3 separate regions of the Zea mays genome follow, and regions 2 and 3 are each linked to region 1. The links are chromatin contacts, called in public Hi-C maps. All regions are on one chromosome and are shown on one strand. Each heading gives the region's core, a stretch centred on a gene start, on an enhancer-like site or on the middle of the called end of the contact. The rest is flanking DNA. Distances are from core to core; before and after follow the strand shown.

Region 1 (4,586 bases), core at 713-3,212:
GAACTCTCTTCTAATCGCTCCCTTAATTGGTTGTGTTGTACCAATACATATTCGATGGAGTAAACAACAACATCAGTTAGTCAAATAAAAAAATATTATGTGGAGAGCGAAGACAATCAATAAAAAACCTTGAGATCTTTTTGGTGGATAGTTTACGTGGGTATTGTTGTGAGCCGTCGCAACGCACGGGCAACCGACTAGTAAAGATTATACTCGCTCCATTTCAAAATATAATTTATTTGAATTTTTCAACCCTAAATTTGAACACTCGTTTTATTCAAAGGATCGTGAAAAAAATTTAAGTCCTATGTAAAATATATTTGGTAATACACAAAACCACATTTTTTGAATAAGACGAGTTGGTAAAACATGTGATAAAAAAATCAAACGAATTATGAATTGGGATGGAGGGAGTATAATGGAATTTTTTTAAATTACTCTCTTCATCTATGAACAATGTTTACATACCCCGGACCGAAAAAGAAGTTATCGGGACTTCGCCGTGTTTCTCTCTCTCCTCTGATCACTCCCGTTGTCTTCCCATTTCAACTTTAATGATGTGTGGTGGGTAGCGCCGCTGCGTCAGCTAGTGGGTGAAGAGGAGTGGTCGCGTCCGGGGGTTGAGGGGGCCAGACATGCGACTCCTAGCCGGATGGATTCGAAGGCAAGAAACCCCATGTTTTTTAGGGTTTTTAAACCCATCACAATTTCAAAAAATTCCTTTTACAATATCATGCTATGAAAAAAGTTTTTATCTCTATACATTAGTATATACTATATATAATTTTGTAGGCCTCTTGAATTGAGGGGCCCTAAGCGATCGTCCTTCTTGCCTATAGCTAGAGCCGGCTATGTATAGAAATGAGTAAGCGGCTAGAGATAGTCTAAGACTCGACTAAGTCTAGGTCGCATGATCCTCCACAATCATAATTACCGATTATATTGTGCAAAAATAAAGCATACATGTATTGGCGAAAAAAGAAACATGACCTAGGGTAACGACAGTATGGAATCGAGACCTAGCACCACCAGCATTTGTCATAACTGAGCCCTCCTCACACTTCCTAGATGAATCTTTACCTTTATCAGACTCCTCTGAAGAGCTTTTAGTATCCATAATGCTGGCCTCAAGACAATCTCCTTCGTCCTTTCCCATTCAGTGAGTATGTTGTCCCCATCTTCTTCGAGCGCGTTCGGCTGCCCATGTGGGAGCACTGTTGCAGCTGCAAAATACTGTTGCAGCTGCAATCCTTAGAGAGAAAATACTGTAGAAGCCGCAGCCGCAGTCGGATTAAAGCCGCAGCGAACAAGCCAATCCTCTTCTTCTGAAATATCGTCCTCATGTTTCCTAGAGCTTTCCTCTCCAGGTTTGGCCTCACCTAGCTTTGGAAGTTCTTTCACAAAATTGAATTCAAAACCTTGACCCTCTTACCTTGTCGATGTTCCTGGACCTGATGGTCTGTCTCATCGATACCCTTACTGGACCCTCTCTTGTCAGTTGATAGCTCATCCACCACTAGGACCTCTCCAGCCAGCTCAGCATCAAGTTTGATAGCAGCCTCTGTTCTTGCAACCCAGCCAGTTTCCAACATCCAACCCATCACCCAATCCAGCACATGAGATTCCACTCCACTCGTATTCGGATCAGCCACCATACTACTGCAGACGCAGCAGAAAACCACTGGACCTCATCTGTTTCTCCCCTGGACGTAGCTGTAGCCACTAGCCAGTGGACGGTGCCGTTACAAAAATATAACCCGGAAACCGACGAGCTCCCCCCGCTGCTGCCGGCTGTTCCCGGAGGCCGGAGCGCCGTTTCACGCGTCGCCCAGCTCAAAGGCCGCCACATCTGCTTCCGCGAACCGGCGGCCCTCCGTTACCATTCCTATTATATATAGGCGGCTTTACCACCGTTACCCTCTCTCTCATCGCTCCCCTCGCCGCTGCTCCCCGCCCACCATCCGCCACTGGATTTTAGCCACCGCAAGTACCGGCAGCTCCAGCAAGAGTGCCACTCCCACCCACACCCACACTTTGATGCGCGTAGCCGCCGCGGTCCATGGCCTCCGCCGTCACCAGTAACCTCCCCGCTGCCGCGCCGGTGCCGTACCCGCACAGGTGGCTCAGCCCGCGCGTGTCCATCAGCCGCGACGTGGCCGCGGATCCCGTGGCCACGACCACGCCAGAGCCCGCGATCTCCAAGGACTTCATCGACTTCGAGTTCAGCCTGGGCGGCTCCGCCACCATGCTCCCCGCGGACGAGCTGTTCGCCGACGGCAAGCTGCTGCCTCTAAGGAAGGCAGCGCCTTCGCCGGATCCGGCGGAGGCCGCCGCAGCCGCCGCCGCGCCCCCGCCGGTGCGGCCGGAGGAGATAATGCCGCCGGCGCCCAGCAGCGCGGAGCCGATCAAGCCCCTCCGCGCCGCGGCGGCTGACGGCGCCGACCCCTACGTGTTGTCGCCCAAGGCGCCGAGCTGCTCCGGCCGCTGGCGCGAGCTGCTCGGGCTCAAGAGAGCTGCGGACGCGCGGAGCCCGTGCGCCGCCAAGGCCTCGGCGGTGGCGAAGACCCCCGCGCCCGCGGCCAGGTCCGCGGCGGCGAGGTCGCTCAAGCTCCTGCTCCATCGGAACACCGGGCGCGCGCCGGACCTCGCGTCGGCGCCGCTGCTCCGCGACAGCTCCGACTCGGAGGCGTCGCTGTCGCTGTCGCTGGCGTCCTCCTCCCGCTTCTCGCACTCGTCGTCGTCGTCCTCCTCCGGCCACGACGACGCGCCCCGCCTCTCGCTCGACTCGGCCGCCGCCGCCGCCGCCGCCGACCCGCCCCGCTTCCGCCTGGCCCGCTCCTCCCACTCCCACTCCCTCCACCGCCACTCCACCTCCTCCGCCCGCGCGCGGCGCCGGCCGTCTCCGCCGGCGCTACCGCGCTGCCTGTCCGTGGACTCCCCGCGCATGAACTCGTCGGGCAAGATTGTGTTCCAGGGGCTAGAACTGGAACGCAGCTCCAGCTCCCCCTGCAGCTTCCACGCGGCGGCGCCCAAGCCGCGGTTCCGCGCCGTGGACCGGTCCTACTCGTCCGCCTGCGTCCGCGTGGCGCCCGTGGTGCTGAACGTCTCCGTGTGCCCGCGCCCCGTGTTCGGCTTCTTCAAGGACAGGAAGGACTCCAGCGCCAGGTCGTCGTCGCTGGGGCGGAGAGCGCCGCCGCCGCAAGGGTGGAGCGGCGAGCTGGTGGCGAGATCGTCCGGCTGATTTGACGCCCCCGTTTGTTTGACTTGACCAGGCAGCCGCGGGACCTCGTGCTTGTCTCGTTCCCGTGCACAGGGCTGTTCGTTGCCATCGACCGTCATGATGATGAGAGGATGGATAGCTTGGCTGCCGGTTGGTCTTAACTGATTTTGTTTGTTCTTTGGAGAAGACGGCCGCGGGGGAGGCTGTATTTTTTTTCTTTCTTTTGCTCCTTTTTCACAACCGCGATGCAAACAAAACAAAATGATGGCAGCATTTCTGGGGCAGAGCGACGGCGGAAATCCCAGACGCCAGTCGTCACGCTCACGCAGTTGCAAGCCCTCGTTGTCTGGGGTTACCTGCACTGCATCGGAGTCAGCACATATGCCGGGAAGCGGGTGCCGGTTCATTCATGGGAGAGGGGCAGAGGCGAAGCGCAATTGGGGGCCAGGCCGGTCCCCCGCCCCGGCGCTCCAGCTTGATCTGTTCTGTTCTGCTCTGGATCCGGGCACCGTGGCGCATGTGCTCAGCTCTATACTCGCGCAGCGGGCGGGCGGGCAAGCAGGCGGCATGGTGATGGTGGCCAGCTTTTCTTAACCCGCGGGGAACGGCAAGCAAAAGCGCACAGGCGTCACCGCGATCTCTGCCGCCGCCACGGCGTAGGCGTCCCATGTCACTTGCGCGGTTGCGCCGCGCGGTGCCGGCGTCCGTCGAGTCGCGCCAGTACGCCACGGGTACCCGAACCCGAGCCCTCAGCAAGCTGCGCAGCTAGCTTTTCACCCCCTACCCAGCGCTGCAGCGCATGCAGGCGGGCCATCCGCCCATCCCTCCCCCAGGCCCAGACGCCTGCCTCAGTGCAGGTGCAGCGTGTAGACCACCGGCCACCGCGCGGGTTCATGAGAGCTGAGAGCGTGCGTGGACCGGGCCACCGCGAGCCATGAGTCGCCCGCTCGTCCTTGGGCGTAGGTGGACGCAGCAGCGCAGTGCGTTGGCACGCCACAGGTGACAGATCTGTCTGTATCTACGCACTGCAGGGGCACGCCATGGAGCACGCATCATCACGGATCAATGGATCATGGCCGTCGCGTTGGCTGCTGGGGGGCCGGGTTGCATTGCAATGGCCAACGTGACTACGTGAGAGGAATGCGCTCGCTAACTAATGGGGCCGTAGAGTGGACCTGCTGCCTTTTACCAGAACGTATACCACAGGAGAGATCGGGCGACAAATGGCGGCGCAGCTGCATGCCCGTGTGGAACGCGAGAAACGGCCAGACCGTACCGGACGTCTCAGAGCTAACAGTCTCTGGTCTCGGCACAGCTGGGGAAGAAAGACATCTGATCGAAATGCTCATCTTGGATCCTAGTGACG
Region 2 (4,586 bases), core at 907-3,406, 360 kb after region 1:
CAATATGTTAATCTTTATGGAACTTTCTATCAAACATATAGACCCAGTCGATAGAACACCATCCGTCAAAGTGGCTTATTTATATTGATACGTGCACTTACCTCGTATATCCTAGAAGTGAGTAGAGGTCAAGTTCCTGAAATAGTCCTTGCAAGGATATACAATCCGTTTGCTAAATCTTTATGTGCATATACTTCCATAAGAAGATGTTTTGCTTTATTGATACGGTTTTGCAAGGATCAGGGGGAGCACATTTCTAAAAGTTAGCCCTTGTAGAAGATTCGATAGAATCTAGATCCCAGAGGATCGAAATATGTCCCGATGACAGCTGTTGTACTCTTTTCCCTTGGTGAGTTTTCTTGATGTTTCTCACATGAGGTTTTTAACGAGGCAACAAAGTGCAAATGCAATTTGTATCACCATGCACTCTTTCTCCATATTTTTTCCCACTGGGTTTTTCGGAGTTTTAACGAGGCATGTGTTGATCGCGGTATTCGCCCAAGGGGTAGTGTTAAGTAACCCTAGTTAGGATTATGTGGGCAAATACCGGCTTTGCCCCTGAGAGGTCTCAAATCTCTATATAAGGATCTGTACACCCCTTCATATTACAGAGAAGAGAAAGAGGTCATAGGCCCAACCCTACGTCATGTGCCTCGTGTGCTTCTGGGAAGGGATACGGGTCATCTACAACTTTTTGCGCCTCTACTGCTGACGGGAGGGAAGAGAGCGGATCTGGTGATCCGTGGTAACGTAGAGATCTTTGCTATTCATGCCGACCAGATCCGCCCGGCCCCCTCCATTTTGGCCACCCTGGCACCCTCTCGTCGTATTCCCCGGCAGCGCAAGATCTGCAAGATGATTGGTGCATGATAAATTGTTTTTGTTTCCTAGCTGCGGCAGCCACGTTCGCTGTCGACTGACCGCGACTGGCTCCAATGGTCCATTATGGCCAATTGGCCCACGACGACCCAACATGCTTCAATTCGTCCACTTACTATGTAGCTAGCAGCTGCATCCGTTCCCCTCACATCAGGTGAGACTAGAGTAGACTAAACACGGCGCGCGGCCGGGTCGCGCTACCATGCTTGCCGCCGTGCAGCCGCCGGCGGCCTCCGCCGTCATCAATCTTGCTCATGCTCGGCAGGCAGCCACATGTACGTGCCTCGTTCTTCTTCTTGTTTTTTTTTGCTCGTCGTTGCTTTTCAGACCGTAGGTGTGATTGCAGCGTCGTCTTTTTCTCTTCCATACCTCTCTTGCATTGGTTTTCTTTTCTGGGAGATTTTTTTTCATCACCTGGAACTTAGGAAACTTCACCACTAGCTATTTTACACGCTTTGCTACTACCTACCTTCTATTTCGCCGGCCTTCATCAGTTTGCCAAAGCTATGCAAATTGGTGTGTACGTCTTGGGTGCATGACATGCCAGCGCTATTCTATGCCGTCTATATATCTGCCCCTGTGGTGCACGCGGTGCTGCTTATTCTGCTTGGCATCGGGCTATAGATGAAAATATGTAGACTGATGGATGGATGTCCCGTAGGATCCATATAGATAGACAGATAGTAGTTCATTCATCAGGGAAACCAAAGAGGGAGGATGAAGAAGGGGAAGCGTAGAGATCTCGCCTTGGCATGCTATGCTGGCACAAGATGCAGATCTGCTTGTTCGTCAACGGTAGGTGCGGAAGCGCTGCTGCGTCTTCCTTTTTTTTTTCTTTTTTTTTTTTGAGAAAAAATAGGTGCGGAAGTGACGAGGCTACAGAGATGGGAGGGAGAGGCTTTCGAAGCTGAAAGGAACAGCGCACCCGCCGCCCACCTAGAAAAGCCCGGCCCGTGAACATTTCGAAACTCAAACAAAAGAAGGTGGAGACCCGCGTCATATAATCTCAGGCCCATGAAAAAAATTGCGCCAACTGTAGGGAAGCCCAAGCCCGCGAACATGCCGTGCCAGCCAAGACTCCAAGCCTACTGCCTACTGTCTACTGCCAGTGCCGCGAGCCGCGAGCCGCAGCCGCTTCACGAATCACGACGCGCGGCCGGAGCATATCCCCTGCCAGGCGTCCAGACCCAAACCGAACGTCTCAGACAGACTCCGGGCCTCCGGCTATACAAAAGGGCACCCGACCCGAGAACACCAGCCAGTGAATGATTGTGTGCGGGAGGAGCCCAAACCCTAGACCCCGCAGCCAAAGATCCCACCGCTCCACCAGAGGCGATCGAGGAGAGGACTCGAGACAACCCAACCCCGCCGCCGAGCTACATCGATCCATCGATGGCCCCGGACACGGAGACCACGCTTGCGATCCGCGACGACGAACCCGCCGCCGCCGAGGTAGATCGATCGATGGCCACGGACACGGAGTCGCCGACGCCGACGCCGGTGCCGACTCTTGCGATCCGCGACGAGGAAGAACCCGCCGCCGCCGCCGGAGCCGGAGCCGGAGCCCAGGTCCTAGAGGAAAGAAGCGTCGCCGTCATCCTGCAGGAGCTGCTCCAGCCCAGGGACCGGCGCGTCCAGGCTTCGGCCTTCTTCTTCGCCTGCGGAGGCTCCGTGGTGCTCCACGGGACCGTGGCCAACCTCGCGGACAACCCGGAGCATGTCCTGCTCGGATTCGGGCTGTTCACGGTCGGCGCGGCGCTCGCCTTCCTCACGCTCAGCGGCTCCGACCGCCTCGGGCGCGCTGCGGCTCGCGTGGAGGAAAAGCTCAGAGGATTGTTCCGCTCGCCCGCTGGCTAGATCCTGCAGCTAGCTAGTAGCGAAGCGAACCCTCGACGGTCCTTCTGTTTGAGTGTGCTAATAGTTCTACTAGTGTGCCGGCGTGGGCTGATGCTGGGCTCACCATGTGGTTTAATTTTGAGAATGTGTGCTTTGATTCTGTGTATATTACGAGATAAGTGTGATAGATGTAGTGGTAACTAAATAATTAAAGTTCTCCTTAGGGTCGATTGTAATTCCAATATCCCCTTTGAATATAATGTTTCCTTTCATATGACCTTCCATGCATGCATGATGAACTCATTTCCTCCATTAATTTTTGATCAGATCTGAATTTGTCCTGAGCTGACAGAGATCTGAATTACTAAGATAATATAAGGTAGACCTGTTTCATAACGGAGGTAAAAGGTAGCGGAGGGCTGGCTGGGGGAGGAGAGTGGAAGCTAGCGGAGAGTGGAAGCTGCATGCGGCTCTGCCGCCGTTGCCCATCTCGCTAGGTCCTTCCTCGATCTGCAATTGGCTACCTGCTAGGCTGCTACTGTGTGAGTTCCTTACCTCCTCACCTCTCTATTCTTCGTGCTTTCAGGCGACTGAAATTAAAGGTGGAAAGTCGAAAGCTTTCGGTAGCCGGTGGTGGGTGATTTCATGTCTTCCAGACCACCAAGCCCTTATTTTGTTGAGGCCTTAGGGGAGCTAGCTAGCGTGTGTGTGACCGGGCACAGCGGGCCGGCCGGCGGCGTCTGAGATGACGCCGGCAGGGACGGCCGGAGCCCGGAGGGAGGGTGTAGTAGCGGGGGGAGCGTGCGATGCATGGCGCGAATACGGAGACGAGTCCGAGAACGGGCGCAACCGATCCGGGAGTTTCAAGTTGATTCTACTACCGACTCCGTCCGACTCAAGACGAATCGTAGTCGATCTAGCTAGGCTTCGAAGTTCGCCAACTCGTTCTTAATTTTGTAGGCGCTTCAAGTTAAAGGATAGCGTTCTTCATTCATTCATTCTTTTTTTGTATGAAGGAAGATTATATTCATAGATAGTTTCAACTTTCAAGTGCATTACATGGAGGTGATACACACCCTTGAAACGTCTTCTAGCTAGCCTCTGCTTAAACAACATACAGCTTAAAAACAACAAAAAGATGATAACCCACACTCAGTGGCGGATCCAGGATTGATCCAAGAGAGGGACTAATAAGCTAAGTCTATAAAATTTTTTAAATCAAACAAAAAATATAATTGATATTTAATATGACACCAGAAACAAGATATAATTTAAACATTTAAGAAATATGTAGCCTAAAAATAAGTCGATACGAATTCTAGAAATACAATAATCAATACATATTGTTCATGAGTTGATGCTGCAAGATAAATTTATTTTCCGAGTTCTTAAGCCTTAAAAATGCTTCAAAATATTTTCATTTTAAATATCTACAAACATATTTTTAGCTAGTGAATTGTATTATTACAGTGACCAATCTCGAGTGAAATATAACATATTCCTACCTTTATAGAACGAACAGGAACAACTTGAGTCTGTCGGTCGGCCAGATCCAAAACCCTGGCCTGCGAAGTGCGAACCATAGTGGGTTTAACTGGAGAGGGGAAATAAAATAATTCTAGATTTTTTTGTCATGAATTGTGGGCTCGATTGGATCCAATCCAGATTAAACCATGGTCTAATCTAACCGAACGAGGCTTACCTGGTGGCTGGTGCTTGGCTTCCTGGAGACCAGGATGAAGCAAAATTCAGATCTGCCACTGGACGCAGCGCTGTTCCGCTTGTCTCCGTGCTGCTCAGCTTCGACGCTTCCTGCTCGTTTCCACTTCGGTAGTTCCTGTTTTCGTCTCCACTTCGACGCTGCTGAGTTG
Region 3 (4,586 bases), core at 836-3,335, 320 kb before region 1:
TATAACATATATTCCATTAATTCTTCATTCTTAAATTGTGCTTTATAAGCATTATAAATTGTGGACGAATGATATTTGTGTTTGTGCAAATACAAATGTTGAATATGTGACTTTGTGATTTAGATTTTTCTGTATTTATACTTAATTTCTTATGAAGTTATAAACAAGCGCGCATGGCGCGCTTAATGTACTAGTTAAAAGAGGGCTCGGTACATGCAAGCTACATACGCGCAAGCTACGAGACTGGGCCGGGCTAGGCGAGTTGGTTCGTTTCGAAACATGTATATGTTGCATGCACGTCGTTGCCCACCGGCAGTACGTGCAGCCAGTGCGCGTGTGACCGCGGATGCCGTCGTCAGCGCCCGAGCGGCACGCAGCAGCTAGCGCACGAGAATTTCTGCCGTCGAATTTAATCTTCGTCCAGCCATTTTACCATACACGGTGTCTAATCTAGTATATATAAAAAAGAAACGTGTAGGAGGACCATTAATTTCCGCTGTCTTTTAAGTACGCCCACTCTGCTGTCGTGTCGTCCTGCCCCATGCTGGTTATATATATTTCCAATATATATAAATATTGTCAGGTCAACGATTCCTAACACATGCTAGAAATAGCATGACCCAAGGAGAAAGAAGCTCATGCATGAGGCACTACCAGCATCGATCGATCGTATTAGAGGTTATTATATTATTTTTTAAAAGGAAAAGACCAAAGATTGTCGGGTAGAGCCATCGCCGCGCGTGTCAGCAATGCAACCGACAAGCGTGGTGGGTTCCGTCTTCGTCTCCACTCTCCAGCTGGGATGTTTATAAAACATCTGACTTGTATAACAAATCTAATATTTTAACATAGATATACATAAAATTTAAAGTTAATTTTATTACAATATTATTAAAAATATTACGAAGTATTTAAATAAAATTTTGTACAACTCTACAACAAAAAGGTGAAAAGATATCCGAATTCGTATTCGAATAGACATCTAAATTTTATATTTTATAGCAATTATTTAAAAGATATAGAACGAATTTAATATTTACTTTTTGTGAAGATTGATAGCCTCAATACTAAAAATAAGAATATAAATTTATATATCAAATTTTATATGTTATTTGTTCACAATCGAAGAAATAAGACTAAAAATTGGATCCATCCCTAGTCTTCAGCTGTTGGTCCACCCACTGACGTAGTGTAGCCCTAATCAAAATTTTAAAATCACTACAGGTAGAGGTACCGTACAGGTCCAGGTTGTATTCAAGTCAAAAAGTGCTGGAGGGGTAGAGCGAGCGAGTAGCAGGACTGTCTATAGAATACCCGCATCATCTTGTCTTGGACCACCATATACATTGACTCTGTCTAAGCTCCTGTTTGGTTACCTGCAAAGGGGGATGCAAGCTGCATGAGCGGATGCAAAACAAGTTATTTTATAGTCATTTGATTGCATCCACTCGTACGTAGAAAACTGTCATATCAGGTCAGTTAGGGTCACCCGAGCCTGTGCGTCCGGATACAGCCATCCAATCAGGCAATATACTGCGTCTGCATGCGCCGGTGGGCGGCGGCCCCGACTGGTTGAACGAGTGGTCAAAACTCGCTGCAAACTGCAGCAGCCCGCGCTCCAGCCCAGCTGCATGTGCGTCAGGATGTGCGCAGCGGTACACCCTAGCGATCCCCCTCCCCTTGCATGCGGCGCGTAGGGGGCACCCTATGGCCGCAGCGGTGTCCCCTACAGCGCCCCCTACGTGTCGGTCCCCTTCTCTCTCCCCCTAGATATAGCGTGTCACTGTTCATCACCCTAAACACTGTGCTGTGGATCCACGAGTAATTGTTAGTAGATAAAAAATTGATAGTTGGTATAGAAAATGATATTTTATAGTGGTAGTGGGGTATAGGGGGAGTATTTAGAAGGAACCGCTGCGGGAGATGAAAAAATAGGGGGGAAATAGGAGAAAAAAGTGATATAGGGGGAAAAATTTAGGGGTAACGGTTGCGAATAGCCTCACTCTCGCCTCGCTAGTCGCTACCGGTACCCGTCCCAACTGTCTCTGTAGTAACACAGAGTTCCCACAAGTGCTTCCCTACCGGGACACCGGGTTCATATTCCACTCCTACAGGAGGGGTTTTGGGACTTGGGAATGCCGAGTGCGGCACGCGGAGCACTGTACATGTGCGATTGCACGTCGCTCGCAGTGCAGGAGTGCAGGCGGGGGGCCACAGAGCTGAGTGGGAAGGAAGCAAGGGGCACAGAGAATTGACAAAAATCACGCAAGGGAAGAGAGAGAGAGGGAGAAGTGAGCGCATATCAAGAGCAAAGCTGAAAAAAATAGGAGCACCGCTCGTGGGGTTGGGTTGGGTTGGATTGGAACCCCGAGAACAAGCTTGTGGGCAGCAGCAGCAGCAGCGGCGGCCAGCCGGAGCGACTAGCGAGCGAGACACAGCGGGAGGAAGCAGCGAGCAAGCGAAAGCGTACCAGAGCGGCAAGCCGAGGGAGTGCAAGGCGGCTGCAACTGTTCCAGTTCCAGCTAGCCCCTCTTGCACCCTCTGCGTAGTAGTAGTACTAGTAGCAGAGCAGCTGCAGCTGCAGCCGCGCCCGCTAGGAGCCAAGCGGCGGCGAGCGAGCGAGCATGCTCTAGGCGCCCCTCCCCTGCGCCGGGCGGATCTGCCGGAGTGCGGCAGCCGGTGCTAACCGCCCACGCGGCCGCGGGATCTGACGCCGCGCCTCCTCGGATCGTCGGGCCCCAGCGGCGGCGGCGGCGGCGGCGGCCGAGGCGTTAGCAGCCGACTGTTCCAAGCAAGTGACATGCTACAGATTTCGTGTTCCTTCCTCTGACTAATATAGAAGGGAAAGACTGCGCCTGGCCGCCTGCGCTTGCTTGGGCGCCGCGCCGGTGGTGGTAATCTCCGGGAGCGGCAGCGGCGCGCGGTGGTGGGGGAAAAAAAAAAGAACAGAGGGAGAAGGCTACCTGCCCCGCCCTCTCGCGGGAGACTTGGCGAGGAGGAGGGAGCTGCGAAAAAGCGAATGGGTTTCGGGGAGGCGCTGTGATTTGGCCTGAAAAGGAGGAATCTTTGCTTCCTCTTCCGCTTCCTATATCGCGCCCTCGTCAGATCGGCGGCCTGGTTGCGTCTTCGGCAGCGGCGGGCGGAAATGAGGCTCTCGTCGTCGTCGTCGTCGTCCGCCAGCGTCCTCCCGGCTCAGCCGGGCTCGCCGGAAGGTACTCCTACGCCTGCTCTCTGCTGCGCCGGCTTCTCGTCGTTCTCGCTGCTGCCTTGTTCATTAATGCTCTTTCCTATTCGTTGTTTCCTCTTCCGTTTTAGTTTCGGTTGGAGTTGCACAGGACTGCGGGTTTGTTTCTGTTTGTTCCTAAATGCCTTGGCTTTAGAGTTTAAACCAGCTCAGTGGCCGTGTGAGGCTTATCTGGATTTGTTTCGACGATTTCTTTTTACGTTACTGTCACGAATTTGCAACCGGTTTTTCTTTCGTTGGTCGTGTAATTTTTTCTTCTGTCTACTGGTTCTTTCTATCTGTTGATTTCTTTATATTTCTCCTTCCCGGCAGGGCCGGCCCTGAGGGTGTGCAGGTATGCGACCGCTCAGGGCCCCCAAGGTCCGTAGGGCCCCGCTTATCCATCTTGTATCTAAATACATATACATCACAGATAAATCTGTATTCTCATTCTTTTGTGGCGTCTCTTTGATTTTCTGGCAATCATCTCTTCGAGGTCGTGCAACAATCTGCTTGATGACAAATACTAAAATTGATGTGGGAAGGACGGAAGGTGTTGTACACCTGTGTCTGTCACGTTGCTTAATTCTAGCCTACCGGAGGACCGACCCTAATAACATACATTGCTTAATCCTAGTTTAGTTTGCTGAATTTTGTTTTCAGAAAATTTGCTCTAATGTATTTAGATTTGGTTTACTGTGCATTTTAAGGTTTACGCAAGTTTGATAAATTAAAAGTAAAAGGCAACGTATCTGGTGCAAACCAACCCCTCTGTGCAACCGTGCAAACTTTTAATCTGAACCACATGATGTTGATCCAAAGGCACGTGCGGGGGTGGGAGGGGGGATTTCAAAAGGTGTGATTAGCAGCGGGTGGTTAAGTGTAAAATTATCCACGTCCCTGTGTCCCTTGGATAAACATCACGTGGCCCAGATTAGAAGTTTGCACGGTTGCACGGAGTGGTTGGTTTGCACCAGATACATTCCCAAAGTTAAAATACTCTCTCAAAAGTCAAAACAAATGTAGAGTTATATTACATAATTTGTATAATTTTATGACTCATAAAATAATGTAACATTGTATCCAGTCATATCATTTTAAATAAAATTGTGTAAATCATAAACTTCTTTTATTTTTTAGATATTATTTAAAAGTTGAAAAAATAGCAGACTCAAACTTTCGTATAGGGTCTCCATGTAAATTTTCGCTTGGGGCCCCCGAAATGTCAGGACCGGCCCTGCTTCCCGGGAATATATTGATGTGTATTTCCACCTGAACGGTTGGTTGTTTTCAAATAAGATGTAAAAATCGTGCCCTTATCCTTCAAGTTTAGAGAGACTAATAGGCTGTTTGGTTGGAGGAA

Evidence for each region. A called contact is a pair of places that touch in the nucleus more often than the background predicts.
Region 2: a contact with region 1 is called in a Hi-C map of bundle sheath, with 2.6 times the contacts expected there. The contact joins the promoter of LOC100278674 here to the promoter of LOC100304367 in region 1. A contact is called at or near these places in 2 of 25 Hi-C or Micro-C datasets (bundle sheath and leaf).
Region 3: a contact with region 1 is called in a Hi-C map of leaf, with 6 times the contacts expected there. The contact joins the promoter of LOC103629639 here to the promoter of LOC100304367 in region 1. A contact is called at or near these places in 4 of 25 Hi-C or Micro-C datasets (bundle sheath, endosperm, leaf and 1 more).

What each region holds. Positions count from the first base shown.
Region 1 is chr6:101,323,742-101,328,327 of Zm-B73-REFERENCE-NAM-5.0, forward strand. It overlaps LOC100304367, which reads left to right and starts at 1,963. Exons shown (of 1, transcript NM_001165805.1): 1 at 1,963-3,437. The coding sequence starts at 2,060. The coding sequence ends at 3,241.
Region 2 is chr6:101,684,267-101,688,852 of Zm-B73-REFERENCE-NAM-5.0, forward strand. It overlaps LOC100278674, which reads left to right and starts at 2,157. Exons shown (of 1, transcript NM_001175072.1): 1 at 2,157-2,986. The coding sequence starts at 2,272. The coding sequence ends at 2,736. LOC103629645 reads left to right here and starts at 961. Exons shown (of 3, transcript XM_035960031.1): 1 at 961-1,154. The coding sequence starts at 1,134.
Region 3 is chr6:101,002,936-101,007,521 of Zm-B73-REFERENCE-NAM-5.0, forward strand. LOC103629639 (auxin response factor 17) reads left to right here and starts at 2,086. Exons shown (of 14, transcript XM_020539323.1): 1 at 2,086-3,212. The coding sequence starts at 3,146. It also overlaps the pseudogene LOC103631229.